5 separate regions of the Sus scrofa genome follow, and regions 1, 2, 3 and 4 are each linked to region 5. Evidence: chromatin contacts called from public Hi-C data. All regions are on one chromosome and are shown on one strand. Each heading gives the region's core, a stretch centred on a gene start, on an enhancer-like site or on the middle of the called end of the contact. The rest is flanking DNA. Distances are from core to core; before and after follow the strand shown.

Region 1 (2,700 bases), core at 85-2,584, 120 kb after region 5:
CCTCAGGAAGAAAGGAGCGGGTACCCACCAAGTGTAAGGCACAATCTTCCCACCAGCTCCCACCTCAGACAAAGAGGTACAGGAGAGGCTTTCCCTTAAAGACCCCTGGCCTACAGGGCGCCTGCTGGCTGCTATGCCTCTCCCAGGCTGAGCAAGCTCAGAGCCGCTGGGGGACAGATTTCCTGTATGTCGTTTTACCCATTTAAGTCCAAGGATGCAACTCGGAGGAGGTGGTGACAGCTTAGCACATGCGGGTTCTGTGCACACCCACCCCCCTCCCCGCTGAAACCCAGTTCCGGTCCCATAGCGGGCCCAATAGCACCTTCCTTGCTCTCTAGAACCCCCGGGCTCTGGCCAGCCCTGTCTTAGGAGGAGAGTGTTGGGTTTTCAAGTCCTGAATACCACCCAGAAGGCGCTGGGACTAGCCTGGCTCACCCAGCAGTTGGGGGCAAAGTCAGGAATAAGATGAATCAAGAGGGGGACAGGAAGGCCCTCGAATCTCCATGGGCTGCACCCCAACATCGGAACCGGGCCACTTTAGTCCTTTCATTTCCTTTAGTCTTTTCCTTCCTCCCCTCCTCCCCAGGCGCTCCCTGGACCGGACCTCAGCTGTTTCTTGCCTTGACTTCTACCCCCGCTTCTGCCTCTCCTCCCCTCCCCCATTTCTCCTCTTACCAATTCGGCCAGCCACCGTACCACTGGGTTCAGAACCCCTCGCGTTTATTGAGCAACCACTGAGTCCTAGGCACTGCCCTCCCTCAGGCACTATTCCTCTACCTCTTCAACCGCAGGAAGACGCCCCCAGGCCGTCCTGCACCCCTTCCCTCCCAATCGCACCCCGACTGTTCCCCCAGCGGCCTCGCTCCTCTCAACCCCCAGCTTGGGCCTCTCAACCCCGCCTCTTTGCCTCTCCCCCTCCCAGCCCCATTTCCTGCGACCCTCCAACTACCACTTAAGCCACGTCCTCCACAGAGAAGCTGCTCAAAGCCACAAGATCTGCCTCCACACCCGCCCAAAAACTCCTTCACCAGACTCATCACATCAACTTTCCTTCATCCTCCCATTCCCACTCCGTCTCCTGCAAACCCTCCGCGACACCCACGCTCGTTCCCGCCCCCTAGACCCCTGCCTTCGCGCCCCCCCAATAACCCTCAGATCCGTCCCTCCACAAGGCAGCCCGCCGATGAGAGCTTCAAGATCGAACACTCAACCCGCGGCCGCCCGGCACTCACCTGGGCCTCGGCCGCCGCGCGCCGCCGGTCCCGGGCCGGATCCCCGCCCGGCAGCCAGCCCGCTGCTCCTCGGGCCGCTCCGCCCCGCCGCGCCCGCGGCTCCCCCGCGCGCTCCCGCTTCCGGGTTCCGGAGGGGCGGGGTCCGGGGGGCGTGACGCCAGCGCGCTAGGGGGCGGGGACCCCTAAACCACGCCCATCACTTCCGACCCGGCCCCTGCCACCGGCCCATGCCACCGCCCCCTGCCACTGGTGGGCGAAACCAAGTGTGAGGGGAAGGCAGAGAGGCGCACGCGGAGGAGTCGCCCGCTCTGCCTACAGCCACACTCATCACGGCCCGCGGCAACCCCTCCTGAGGCGTCTCAATGTGGCCTGGTCGAGGTGGGGGCGGGGGCGCGGGCGCGGACTTGAAGAGCAGGCCTTTGAGTTGAAGGCGGGAAAATGGCGGATACCTCGGGGCGTGGCGCTGGGTGAGTTGAGATGCTGCGGGTCTGGATTTGTGGGTGCCAGTGGAGGGCCATGGTCGAGCGCTAGGGACAGAAGGGCAGCAGAGTTGGGGAGCGAGGGTCCTCGGGGAGAGTCCGGATCTGACCCGTCCGAGAACCATGGAGGATGCGTAGGTTCTGGGAGGTGGGATGCAGCCCATGCGCATGCCCTGCAGCGTGGGCTCAGGACCAGAGGTTGAGTTCGAGTCCCTGGTCAAGCCTGCTAGATCCTGGGTCATCTCTGGCGAGTGGCTTAAACTTCTTTGCCTCGCTTTCCTCCGCGGGCTGATGACGCTACCGCTCAACCTTGTAGGCTTAGTGGGTGGTTTCAAAGCGTTTAAAACAGTGACTGGACCCTAAAAGTGGTCCTTTGTTATTACAATTATCATTTTGCAGTGGACAAAGGAGATGATGGAGTTTTAGGGAGGGAAGGTCATTTGCTCAGGCCCACACAGCAAGAGCAAGGGTTAGGGTTAGGTAACATTTCCCTGGTGCCAGGCATGATTCCTGGGCTGTGTTTATTTGTTCATTCCACAATGTCTTTTGTGCCTGTGTGAATTAAAATTGAGTAGGCCATGTGAAATCACTTTTGTTTCCTCCACCTGATCTCGGAGAGACAGGAGTGACTAATGACTTGAAGTTAGATCTTAACTGCTCAGGAATTGAACTTGGGCAGCCTGGGTGAAAATCAGGAATCCTAGCCCCTAGACCAGCTGGATGCTAGAAGCAAAATCGCCCTAATTCTTGAATCGATTGAAAGCAAGAATATTTCAAGGAGGCAAAGCCTGAAAAAACAGGCACAAAGTTTATATGACCTGTATAAACCTACAGTCCTTGTCTGGAAAATGAAGATAAAGCAGGTCAACTGTTAGGTATTTTTAGGGTTGGGAGGATTCCAAGGAAGGAGCAGAGCAGGTGGCACCCAGCCAGCATTTGTTAAAGTTGCTTCTCCCTGCTGTGCCTGGAGGCGTCCCCCACCATGGCCT
Region 2 (2,700 bases), core at 57-2,556, 73 kb after region 5:
GGTGCGGTGTCTCCACATGGCCTTATGGAGACAGAACCCAGACTTGAGCCCACACTCCCTCTTCTTCACCAGGACCTGGTGTGACTGAGATACTGGCCAGCTGCTGGGGGCTGGGCCTCAGTCTGCCCTGCTCTCCCAAGTGTCTGGGGAACCTGGTGCAGGGTTCCCGGCCTCAGCACAGCTGCTACTTGGGGTCGGATCAATCTCTGGGGAGGGGCCGTTCTTGGCACTGCAGGGTTTTGAGCAGCATCCCTGGCCTCAACCCACCAGATGCCAGTGGCATCTTTGACAACCCCAAATGTCCCCAGTGATAGCCAAATTGCCAGGCTTGAGAAGCTCTGCTAATGTACAGACAGGGGTAAGAGGGATTTGCAGGGTTGGGTGGTCTTGGGCCCCCTCCTATAATGAGGGCCCCCATGTGAGTTGCAGGCGCTGAGGGGTACCCTGGGGGAAGAAAACTGTCTTTCCAGGTTTCCTTTTTCTTTTTATGGCCGTACCTGTGGCATATGGAAGTTCCTGGGCTAGGGGTTGAATTGGAGCTGCAGCTGAGGCCTACACCACAGCCACAGCAAGGCCAGATCCCAGCCATATCTGCAACCTACGCTGCAGCATGAGGCAACACTAGATCCTTAACCCACTGAGCCACAACGGGAACTCCTTTCAGGTTTAATCTCCTACTTTTGCTAGTTTTAGCTTCTGGGGTGAAGCTAGCTTCTGGCTCTTGAGCTGCTGCACTGGGAAAAGCAGACAGCAGATCTGTCTCCTCCTTTCCTTCCAGATCCTGCAGGGTGATGGCTGAGCTGAGGGCAGGACTGCTCTGTGATAAAAGGAGCACCCACAAACGAGCATGTGAAGTCCTGGCTGTCCTAACTACAAACAGATGGTGAAGGGACGTCCCACCCAATGCGGGCTCTCTCCAGGGGCCAGTGCTCAGTCCCTGAAGTGCCTGGGGTTCCAGGCCTGCCGTGGAGACACCCCAGAAATGCATGTTCACATCCGGAAGAACCATAGCGGTTCCTTCCGAATTCAGGACAAGCCGCTGTGGCGATTTCTAAAGCAATAGCCTGGCCTGGGATCCTGGGGACAAGAGGGAATGTCTTTGGGATGTGAGAGCCCACCAGCTCTCTGGTTCTGCGATTACCAGCGCGGGGGCCCAGTGACCTCATGCGTCTGGTATGCGGTCTCCACACACTGAGACTTTTCAAAGCTGATCTAAAAATATCCGGTTGGTGCTATTATACGTCCGTCCGTCGGAGGAGAGGAAATGCTGGCCTGGCGCTTGAAGCGAAGCGAGGAGAGCTATTGTGTAGCCAGGGGTGTGTGTGGCCTCCAAGCTCCAGGGTGGCTGGTGTGGCTGGTGGGTCATGTGGAGCTGAGGATGGATGGGAGAGGAGGAAGTGGGACACCGGTGCCAGCAGCGGTGTGATGTGATCTGGCACTGGGGCGGGGAGGCCACGTGCTCGTGCTGTCTTCTCATCACACACAGAAAAGCCACAGCCCTGGCAAAGTGTTATTTGGGAAGGGCCTCTGGCTTGCTCAGAAATGTTCCTCCCGCCTTTTTTTTTTTTTTTTTTTTTTTAATATAAAAGACATGTTTCTAATACAAGTTACATGCTTTGGAAAAAAAGATACAGAGCCACACTACAAGTTTACCCAGCAAAAGGAAAAAACCATAAAGAGATGACCCTATAATTCACCTCCGCCCCCAGTTAGGGTTTCTAGGTAAAATGAACAAAGAAGCACTTTCCTCTTCTGATACCCCCCAGGTGGCTCCCCCACTCTGCCAAAGATGCCAAGAGCACTGAGGGATGTCTGACTCTCTTCCAATTGCCTCTGCCTTTGAGGTTCTTTTGGGAGACTGAAAAAAGTTTTTTCTGGAGTTACCGTCCTGACTCAGCGGAAACAAATCTGACTATTACCCATGAAGATGCAGGTTCGATCCCTGGCATTGCTTAGTGGGTCAGCGATCTGGCATTGCCATCAGCTGTGTCTTAGGTTGCAGACGTGGCTTGGATCTGGCGTTGCTGTAACAGCTCCGATTCTACCCCTAGCCTGGGAACTTCCACATGCCGCAGGTGCAGCCCTAAAAAGACACACACACAAAAAGTTCTTTCTTTTACCTTTTAAAATTTTCTTGGCCACACCCGTGGCCTGCAAAAGTTCCCTGACCAGAGACTGAACCTGTGACACAGGAGTGACAACCCCAGGTCTTTTTTGTTTGTTTGTCTTTTTAGGGCCACACCCGCAGTATATGGAGGTTCCCAGGCTAGGGGTAGAATCGGAGCTGTAGCCACCGGCCTACGCCACAGCCACAGCAACGCCAGATCCGAGCCACATCTGCGATCTACACCATAGCTCACAGCAATGCCGGGTCCTTAACCCACTGAGCCAGGCCAGGGATTGAACCCTCAACCTCATGGTTCCTAGTTGTATTTGTTTCCTTTGTGCCACGATGGGAACTCCAACACCAGGTCTTTAACCTGCTGAGCCAACAGGGAACTCCCTGCAAAAGATTTTTTTTTTCCTTTTATTTTTAGGGCCACAGCTGCAGCATATGGAAGTTCTCAGGCTAGGTAGGGATCGAATCAGAGCTGTGGCTGTGGGCCTACACCACAGCCACAGCAACTTGGGATTCAAGCCATGTCTGCAACCTACACCACAGCTTGCAGCAACGCCAGATCCCTAACCCATTTAGCAAGG
Region 3 (2,700 bases), core at 158-2,657, 90 kb before region 5:
GGCCTCCACATGGGCCAGAGCCTGAAAGAGGTGAGTTTGGGTAGTGTGATCACCCAGGAACCCACCCCCCAGTGTGCCCAGGTCTGGCCCGGCCCAAGGTGCCCGACTGGGCTCACAGGAAGCTCTCATGCAGGTTAGACAGGCAAGTGATGAGCAAATGGTGTACTTGCCCTAGTGAGGGTCTCTGCCCAGCCTTGGCAGAGGTGGCCCAGCTCCCCGTCCAGCTGCCTCAAGGCCTGCCGCCGCTGCGCCTCAGTTTCTGCATGGATCAGATCTGCCAGCCCCTCTACCTCAGTCAGGCTCAGCTTCCCATGGGCGAATGCCCTCCTGGTGAACTCGCCTGCCTCTGCTGGCCGCAGCCCTGGCACACTGCCTGCAGGAAGGTTCAGGGTCCTAAGCCCCTTTTGGTTCCTATCCAGGCCCACTGGTATATAGCCACACCTTAAACCCAAGGCTGCAGACTCACCCAGGGCCTGCAGGACACCACTCACCACAGCTGGGCCTCCATGCACATGGAACTCCGCGCAATCCTCACCGGTGAAACTCTGGGGACCTAGTATGGTGAGGAGATAGGTGTCAGGAGGATACCACCTGGGTAAAAGTCCGGAAGGAGGAAGTTGGGTCATAGAAGCTATATGAGGTTGCAGATCTGAAGTCCCTCACCTGGAAACCAAAGCACCAGCGCGCGGTCCAAAGGCTCCCCAGAGCAGGGGTCGCTGAGGAGGCGCAGGCAGGCTTTGCGGGCCGGGGGTAAGTCCCGGGGCGCCGTAAGGCTCCGGAGGGCGTGCCCGCTGGCTGGGCCGCTGGTTCTAATGACAGCGATGCCGCAGCGGCCTTGGCCAGAGCTCAGTGCGAAGATAGTGGACCCGGGACCCAGGGCCGGGGCGCCACTGCTCTGGCGCGGGCACGGCCTGGAACTGGAAGAGGAGGAGAGTCAGTGTTCTGAGAAACTCTGCCGCCAGAGTGGCAGGTGGATCGAAGGCTAGATGGTCAGGAGATGCCCCAAGTGTAAGTTCTGCGGCCGGGGGGATGAAAAGATTGGAAGGTTTGAGGCCGTAAGATGACTGAATAGAGATGTCTGAGAGAAGTTGATCCACATGTGGGCTCTGCGGCAGGGGGATGGACAGAGCCTTGGAAGAAGACCAAAAATACGGCTCTGCCAAAGGGAACTGGACCTCCAGATCCTAGGGAGAGGATCTGGGCCCCAAGCAGCGCCCTACGCCGTCACACCCCCTCCCCCAAGTGAGAAGCCCCACCTGAGAGGCCCACGTGCCGCCCGGGCTACCAGGGTCCATAGTACCCGCCACATGGATTCACAATCAGCGACCAGCCTTGGCAGCGCCCAGCCGGGGCTAGCCCCGCCCACCTCGCGGCGTGATCCGTAAAGGGCTCAACAATTCTCGGTTACCATTGGGCCCCGTAGAAGACGTACCGCCCACCCACTGAAGATCTTAGCTTCTATTGGCTGATTCCAGGAAAGGACAGGGTGCTAGCACTCCGGGTGCAGCTAAATGGTGTTCCCCCTGCAACATTAGACAGAATTTTTGGGATCCTAGAGCAGCAGGGATCTGAGATACCGGAAAAGAGGGTGGGGGTAAGAACAGGGCTTGGCTTAGGGCGGTGGGAATTATGGAGAAGAAAGGATTTGAGTCCCGTTTGGCCACTACATAGCCTTAGGCGAAGCAAGAGCATCTCAGTGACCGGGAGAGAATTCCGGGGAACCTATGCACTGACCCTGGGAAAATCTTGTCCATACTTCTGGGAAGATTTCTAGTTTTCTCGGAACTCTACAGTTCTCACCCCTCCCTAGATTTCCTCCCGCTGTCTCCATGGCCTCGTATACCCTTCTTCCTCTGACAAGCTCAGCCTCAGTGCCTAGCTCCAAGGTCCCCTTTGCCAGGAAGCTTCCCTAGAACCCCCAGCACAGTCCTCTCGCCCCTCTGGGCTACTCTGGCCCAGGTCTGCTGCTGCAGAGTTGAGTGTTCGGTTGGTCTATGGCTCCCCGAAAGCCAGAGGGGAGTCTCAGAGATTACTTTCAGGTTAACCCAGGACAGCGGCGGCTGATGGAATAAAGCGCAGATGGTGGAATTCCAGGCACCGGACGGGTGGGATCTCAGCAGGACGCTTTCGCACGACTAATTCTCTGGTTCTAGGACGGAGCGGGAGGGCGGCGCTCATATACTTTGGGAAGACGAACAGGATACAGGTCTAAAGACCCCATGCCTCGCTCTGCTCAATTTTTTCATTTGTAAAGAAGGGCAAACGATGACATTCGCCGTCTCCGAGTTCTGTCTGTCGAAAGTATACATCAAGTGCCTACTGTGTGAGAACAGAATTTGCCTGGGACTCTGCGCGCGCTGGCTTTTCAGTCTAATGGAGGAGGCCATTCAGGGTGGTCGGGAGGTCCAAGTGACAGGCAAAATACAGGGCACTCAGTTAAATGTGAATTTCAGATAAACAATGAGTAACGTTTTAGTGTAACTATATCCCATGCAATACTTGGGACATACTGAAAATTTATTCATTTATCCGAAATTCACATTTAACTAGGAGGACTGTAATATTATTATTGTTGTTGTTGCTTTTTAGGGCCGCACCCGCGGCATATGGAGATTCCTGGGCTAGGTGTCGAATCGGAGTTACAGCTGCCAGGCTATGCCACACCCACAGCAACGCCAGATCCAAGCCACCTCTGCGACC
Region 4 (2,700 bases), core at 144-2,643, 68 kb before region 5:
GAAGGAGACCAGGGAGGAGGCTGCAGCAGGTGTTCAGGTGAGAGGTAGAGGTGCCTGGACCAGGGTGGGGAGCCAAGGACAAAATTAGAATTCATTCTGGAGGCAGAGCCAACAAAACCCACTATGGTCTGGGCGTGGGCAATGAGGCTGCAGCAAGGAATCAAGGACAACACCCAGGCTTGGGGATCCACGTGCTAGGAATGCACTTATCAGTTTCCTATACCCTTTGTGACAAGAAGTCTTCTTTTGCCCATCCCCCACCACACCCCAAGGACTGTGGCTTGTGGGCTGGGACCCTGAGTCCAGGACCAATGGGATTTGACTTGCCCTGACAAAAGCTTTCATTACCCCTGTCAGCCCTGAAGATGTCAAGTAGTGTGGGGAACGGAGGGGGCTTCAACCCAACTCTGAGGCTGTGTCACACTTCACAGGTGGAGACAGGAAACCCCAAAGAACCATCAGACCCAAATCCCAGGATGAGTGAGCGGCCCAGGGGGGATTTTAACCTCCCAACCACGAGCTGGCATTAACCCAACTTCAAGATGAGGAGACAGCTGAGAGGGGATGTCAACATCCCTGAGTAACCCAGCTCATCTGTTGAGCGTTCACCATCCCAAGCTCTTTAAGACGTCAGTTCCCTAAATTATCGCAATCGTATGAGGTCTGAACTATTGCTACCCCCATTTAACAGAGGTAGGGCCTGGTGATTGGAGAGACGAAGTTACTCCCTCTTAGAGCTGGTCAGGGCAGAAATCTGGAGGTGGGGTCGGGGGACTGGGGCAGTTTGCGATGTCGCACTTCCTTTGGCGACAAAGCCCCGCACGTCAAGGCATCAAGCCCCTTCCCCGCCCCGACGCTCAGGCCGGCCTCCTAAGCCCTCTCAAACTGGAAAAGCCCAGGCCTACCGCGCGGAGAACGGGACCTGAGATGGGGGTCTTGGGGGACCCCATACCCACCCCTAGGCTATTTCCGGGGGGACCGCGACCCGGAAATGAATGACTTGTCAGGGCCTGAAAGCTTAGGTGGGTCAGGGGTCGGAGATGGAGCCAGGGCGAGGTCAGCAGGAAGCTCGCAGCAGGGGTCTAGGGGTCGAAGGGCACGGGTCAAAGGGAGGGGCGGGCCGGGCTAGAGGGGGCCAGGCAGGACGGTGAGGGGCCAGGGGGATTACTGGGGGTGGGTGGGCCCGCGGCGCCATTTTGTCAAGAGAAGGGGGGAGTACGGCCCCGGCAGCCACCCTCACCATCTTCTGTTTCCTCCGTCGCCTCCTCAGCCACCGTCTCTGCTGCCGCCGCCGCCACCACAGCCGCCTTCTTAGCCGCCGCCGCACAGTAACTTCCAGCCACCGCACAGCCCACACTGATGGTGTGGCCGCCCGTCCGTCATTGGTCCGCCCTCTAGCCCCGCCTCTAGGCTATAAGGTCTTTGCGCGCTCCCATTGGCCTGATCTAACTAAGTCACGCGCCCATTGGACGTCACGCCTCCTCCCTTCGTGGTCAAGTTCGGTTGAGGGAGCAAAACCCCGCCCGGGAATTGCAAGAGAGGGGCAGCGAACTCCGGAAGTGGGCGGAGGCTGCCCCCAAAGCCTCTTGGAATTTGTAGTCTGCGGCACCTGGAGGTCCCGGAGGTGGGGACCCACCATGACACTCTCAGCCTCCTCCCCAGGGTCCCAATCTTAGGTTTCAGCATATCTAAGCTATTCCACACTAGCTGCTTGAATTATCTTTGAACTGACAACCCAGACTCTTCTTCGAACACTTCCCGTGACTCCTCATTACCCCAAGGGTTCAGTCCCACCTCCTCGGCCCCATATCCTGGGCCCCTCCAGCCAAATTCGTCCACCTTTTATGCTGACCCCTCTCTAGTCCCTCCTTCCTTCGGCCCTCCCACACCCTGCCATCTCTTCCTGGAAGCCTTCCCTGTGTTCTTCCCAATGCCAAGTCGGGTGCTTCCTCATGGCCCCATAGCCCTCACCACCCTCTTACCAGCCCTGACTCCACTATGTCCAAACTGCCTGCGTACGAATCTACCTCCCAACTCCTCACCAGCCTGACAGCCTGGACAGAACAAGGATTTATTGAGGAAGTACTCCTCAGGTTACTAAGGGGAAGTTAGTATTATTACTCCAGCAACAACACAGCAAGGGAGAAACGAGCACCTGATTTTGTAGAAGCCAGATAAGCCTCAGAGAGTTAAGGTCTTGCTCAAAGTCACATAGCCCATCCCCAAGGGGCAGGTGGTTGGGTTCATATCCCTCCCAACTCTCCACAAGCCTTCCTAGAACCGTGGGAATCACGACATTTTACAACACAAGTGAAAATGTGAACATTTATTAGACTTTCAATGACTAAAAGAACTGATAACTTTTTTTCAGCTGTGAAAAGTTTTGTGAATATGTATTAAAGAGCCCTTATCTTGAAGAGGTGCCTTCTGAAATATTTACAGAATAATCTGACGCCTGAGATTTGCATCTCAGGAGGGGGCAGGATGGGTTGTGGGTAATTGGTCACTAGACTGTTGCGTTAAGTTCGAAATTCTTCCTAATTCAAAAGCGTAAAAAAGCACCGGGCAAGGTCTGACTTCCACTCCTTTTTCCAGTATAATACCAGATTTCTTCCCCTGGGCCAATGTGAGGGATATTCATGTCCGTCCGAATCCCAGTCGTCCTGCTCTCCAGCTCTCCACAAAAACAGCCACAGGCTA
Region 5 (2,700 bases), core at 146-2,645:
TGGCTCAGATTCCACGTAGCTGATGTAGGTCAGCAGCTGTAGCTCCAATTCCACCCCTAGCTTGGGAACTTCCATATGCCACACATGTGTCCCCAAAAAGCAAAAAAAAAAAAAAAAAAAAAAAAGTAATATCACTACTATCCATGAGGACATGGGTTCCATTCCTGACCTTGCTCAGTGGGTTAAGGATCCCGAGTAGCTGCAAGCTGCTGCATAGGTCGCAGATGCGGCTCGGATCTGGCATTGCTGTGCCTGTGGTGTAGGCTGGCAGCTGCAGCTCCGATTTGACCCCTAGCCTGGGATCTTCCATATGCTGCTGGTGCAGCCCTAAAAAAGAAAACGAACTAACAAACAACAACAAAAAAAACAACCACCCTCCCCAACCTCAGTACTCCTTCCCTGTTCCCAGGCATCAGGAACCACAGCAGAGACACTCACAGCTCATAGTCAGGAACTGGGTGGAGCCTAGGCATTTGTTCCTTGGGGACGGCTCTAATAGACTTCTTGGTGCCCAGGGGCAGCTCATCCTCAAATACAATCTTCCTGGGCCTTGTTCTGTGTGCTCCGGGCTGGGGCTGGCACAGAGGGCGAGGCGCGCTGGGTTTGAGGCTTCCAGGCACCGGTCGCTGAAGACGCCGCAGGAATCACGATTTGGAGTTAATGAGGGTATCGGGAAGCTGAGATCCCTTAAACAGGGGGGAATGAATCCTTATGCCTAGGTCCAGCCTGTGGGCTCGCCTCCCATTCAGACTCACCGGGGGACCAGGGCCAGGCGGGTGGGTCTGCAGGTTTCCCCGGGAGCCGCAGGTGTGGAGGGGCTCCCGAGTGGGCATCGGCTTCCGGGCGGCGCCGCTCGGGCGCCCCCGGGCCGGTGAGTGGGTCCTTCGGGGAGAGTCGTGGCTCCCGCGTGGCGGGGGCGGTCGACGCGCGGCCTGTGGACACGGAAGAGGACGCGCATGGAGGACCGTGAAATAGCAAGGACAGACAGGAGGTGGATCTTGGCGCACCAAACTCTCCATCCGCTAGCACGTTCTCCAGCTCCGCCCTCATTTGCATAAACCCCCTCCGCCGAGTGCGTAACCCGGAAGAGCGCTATGCAAATGATCCGTTACGTCACCGCCCAGCCCAGGTTTGGCTCTATTAACCCCGGCGCTGCCATTGCCATAACCTCTCCCGCAGGAGTGTGCGAAGCTCAAGGACCTCGCGCGGAACAAAACCTTCGGGATCTCCGGCCCGACTGCAGGCTGTAGGAACTACTCCCTCCCCTGGTCACCTGTCCCAGTGTCCGGGGCTCCGAGTCTGGGTCCGCTCCCGAACAGGCGCTAGAGTCCGTGTTGTGCATTAACTACCGGCTGGACTGAACTGGCTCGGTTGATCAGCAGGGCGGGGGCGGGGCCTGGCGGTACAGGGTGTGGCTGGCGGTGAGGGGGCGGGGCCTGTCGAACGGGGACGTTGACCCACACCCTTGAAACTCAGGTTCAAGTCCAACGGAGACCACTGCCTGCTGTGTATTTGGGGCCAGACTCCCTCTCTCTGACCTCCAGTTTATTTGTCTGAAAAACTGGTGGTTTTGGAGAATTTGCAATTATCTATTTACTCAGTGATTATATTTTAAAACTATTTCTTTAAATAATCACTGGAAGCTTGCATAGAAAATTTAAATAGGGGAGTTCCCATTGTGGCTCAGTGGCTTAAGAATCCGACTAGTATTCTTGAGAATATGGGTTCGATCCCTGGCCATGCTCAGGGGGTTAAAGCTCTGGTGTCGCCGTGAGCTACGGTGTTAGGTACAGGAGGCGCCTCCCGTCCTGCATTGCTGTGGCTGTGGTGTAGGCCAGCAGCTGCAACTACCAATTCGACCTCTAGCCTGGGAACTTCCATATGCTGAGGGTGTGTACCTAAAAAGACAAAAAAGATAAGAAAATTCAAGTAGAAAAGATGCTTAGGGCAAAGCGAATTTCTCACCCATCTTAATTTTTTTTGTCTTTTCAGGGCTGCATCCGTGGCATATGGCAGTTCTCAGGCTAGGGGTTGAATCCTAGCTGAAGCTGCTGGCCTACACCACAGCCACAGCAACACCAGGTCCAAGCCTCATCTGTAACCTACACCACAGCTTGTGGCAACACCAGATCCCTAACCCACTGAGCAATGCCACGGATGGAACCCACGTCGTCATGGATACTAGTCAGGTTCATTATCGCTGAATCACAAAGGGAACTACTCTCACCCATCTTTATCCCTTGAGGCAGCAGTTAATAGTGTCTCCTTCTGGATATATCTTAATTCAGTAACAAATAAATGTTCCTCACTACTACAGACAATATGTAGAAAGAATATTTCAGTGCACATTTCTTTGGCCAATTATGGAAGATTGTGTAGGATAAATGCCTAGAAGTGAAATTGCCTGGGCAAAGGGACCTGGGTATTATAATTTGGAAAGATATTGTATCCCTGGCCTTATTCAGCGTGTTAAGGATCTGATGTTGCCATGAGCTGTGCTGTAGATCACAGACGTGGCTTGGATCTGGCATTGCTATGGTGTGGTGTAGTCCAGCAGCTACAGCTCTGCTTCAACCCCTAGCCTGGTAACTTCCATCAAAAAAAAGAAAGAAAGAAAGAAAGAAAATACTGTCAAGTGGCTCTTCAGTGAGGCTGTGCTACTGATGTTCTAATCAGCTGGTTTTCCCACAATCTTTGCAA

Evidence for each region. Hi-C and Micro-C count contacts between places; a contact is called where the count stands out from the background.
Region 1: a contact with region 5 is called in a Hi-C map of liver, with 2.8 times the contacts expected there. The contact joins the promoter of MYO9B here to the promoter of OCEL1 in region 5. A contact is called at or near these places in 3 of 5 promoter capture datasets (fetal liver, fetal skeletal muscle and liver), 17 of 47 Hi-C or Micro-C datasets (adipose tissue, alveolar macrophages, blood and 9 more) and 2 of 2 datasets of contacts at active chromatin or transcription factors (alveolar macrophages and skeletal muscle).
Region 2: a Hi-C map of skeletal muscle shows a contact between it and region 5, with 7 times the contacts expected there. The contact joins the enhancer-like site here to the promoter of OCEL1 in region 5. A contact is called at or near these places in 4 of 47 Hi-C or Micro-C datasets (heart right ventricle, liver and skeletal muscle) and 1 of 2 datasets of contacts at active chromatin or transcription factors (alveolar macrophages).
Region 3: a Hi-C map of liver shows a contact between it and region 5, with 3 times the contacts expected there. The contact joins the promoter of GTPBP3 here to the promoter of OCEL1 in region 5. A contact is called at or near these places in 3 of 47 Hi-C or Micro-C datasets (heart right ventricle, liver and skeletal muscle) and 1 of 2 datasets of contacts at active chromatin or transcription factors (alveolar macrophages).
Region 4: a Hi-C map of liver shows a contact between it and region 5, with 7 times the contacts expected there. The contact joins the promoter of DDA1 here to the promoter of OCEL1 in region 5. A contact is called at or near these places in 6 of 47 Hi-C or Micro-C datasets (embryonic fibroblasts, fetal liver, heart right ventricle and 2 more) and 1 of 2 datasets of contacts at active chromatin or transcription factors (alveolar macrophages).

The regions. Positions count from the first base shown.
Region 1 is chr2:60,566,145-60,568,844 of Sscrofa11.1, forward strand. It overlaps MYO9B (unconventional myosin-IXb), which reads right to left and starts at 1,335. Exons shown (of 42, transcript XM_021083575.1): 1 at 1,233-1,335. It overlaps HAUS8 (HAUS augmin-like complex subunit 8), which reads left to right and starts at 1,431. Exons shown (of 11, transcript XM_021083576.1): 1 at 1,431-1,699. The coding sequence starts at 1,671.
Region 2 is chr2:60,516,410-60,519,109 of Sscrofa11.1, forward strand. The region is part of intron 3 of MYO9B (unconventional myosin-IXb); the gene reads right to left. Among named protein-coding and RNA genes, the nearest start is that of MYO9B, 50 kb to the right of the region's middle. Within about 2 kb of position 1,307, at least 35 of the 83 cell types and tissues checked have an H3K27ac peak or open chromatin away from gene starts, as enhancers often do. A contact at or near this core is called in alveolar macrophages and skeletal muscle, where this site is marked.
Region 3 is chr2:60,353,996-60,356,695 of Sscrofa11.1, forward strand. It overlaps GTPBP3 (tRNA modification GTPase GTPBP3, mitochondrial), which reads right to left and starts at 1,408. Exons shown (of 8, transcript XM_021083561.1): 1 at 1,257-1,408; 2 at 664-917; 3 at 171-553; 4 at 1-21. The coding sequence starts at 1,309.
Region 4 is chr2:60,375,593-60,378,292 of Sscrofa11.1, forward strand. It overlaps DDA1 (DET1- and DDB1-associated protein 1), which reads right to left and starts at 1,394. Exons shown (of 5, transcript XM_021083567.1): 1 at 1,241-1,394. The coding sequence starts at 1,243. MRPL34 (39S ribosomal protein L34, mitochondrial) reads right to left here. Exons shown (of 2, transcript XM_021083568.1): 2 at 2,312-2,700.
Region 5 is chr2:60,443,621-60,446,320 of Sscrofa11.1, forward strand. OCEL1 (occludin/ELL domain-containing protein 1) reads right to left here and starts at 1,396. Exons shown (of 6, transcript XM_003123490.4): 1 at 1,274-1,396; 2 at 756-932; 3 at 439-626. The coding sequence starts at 1,342.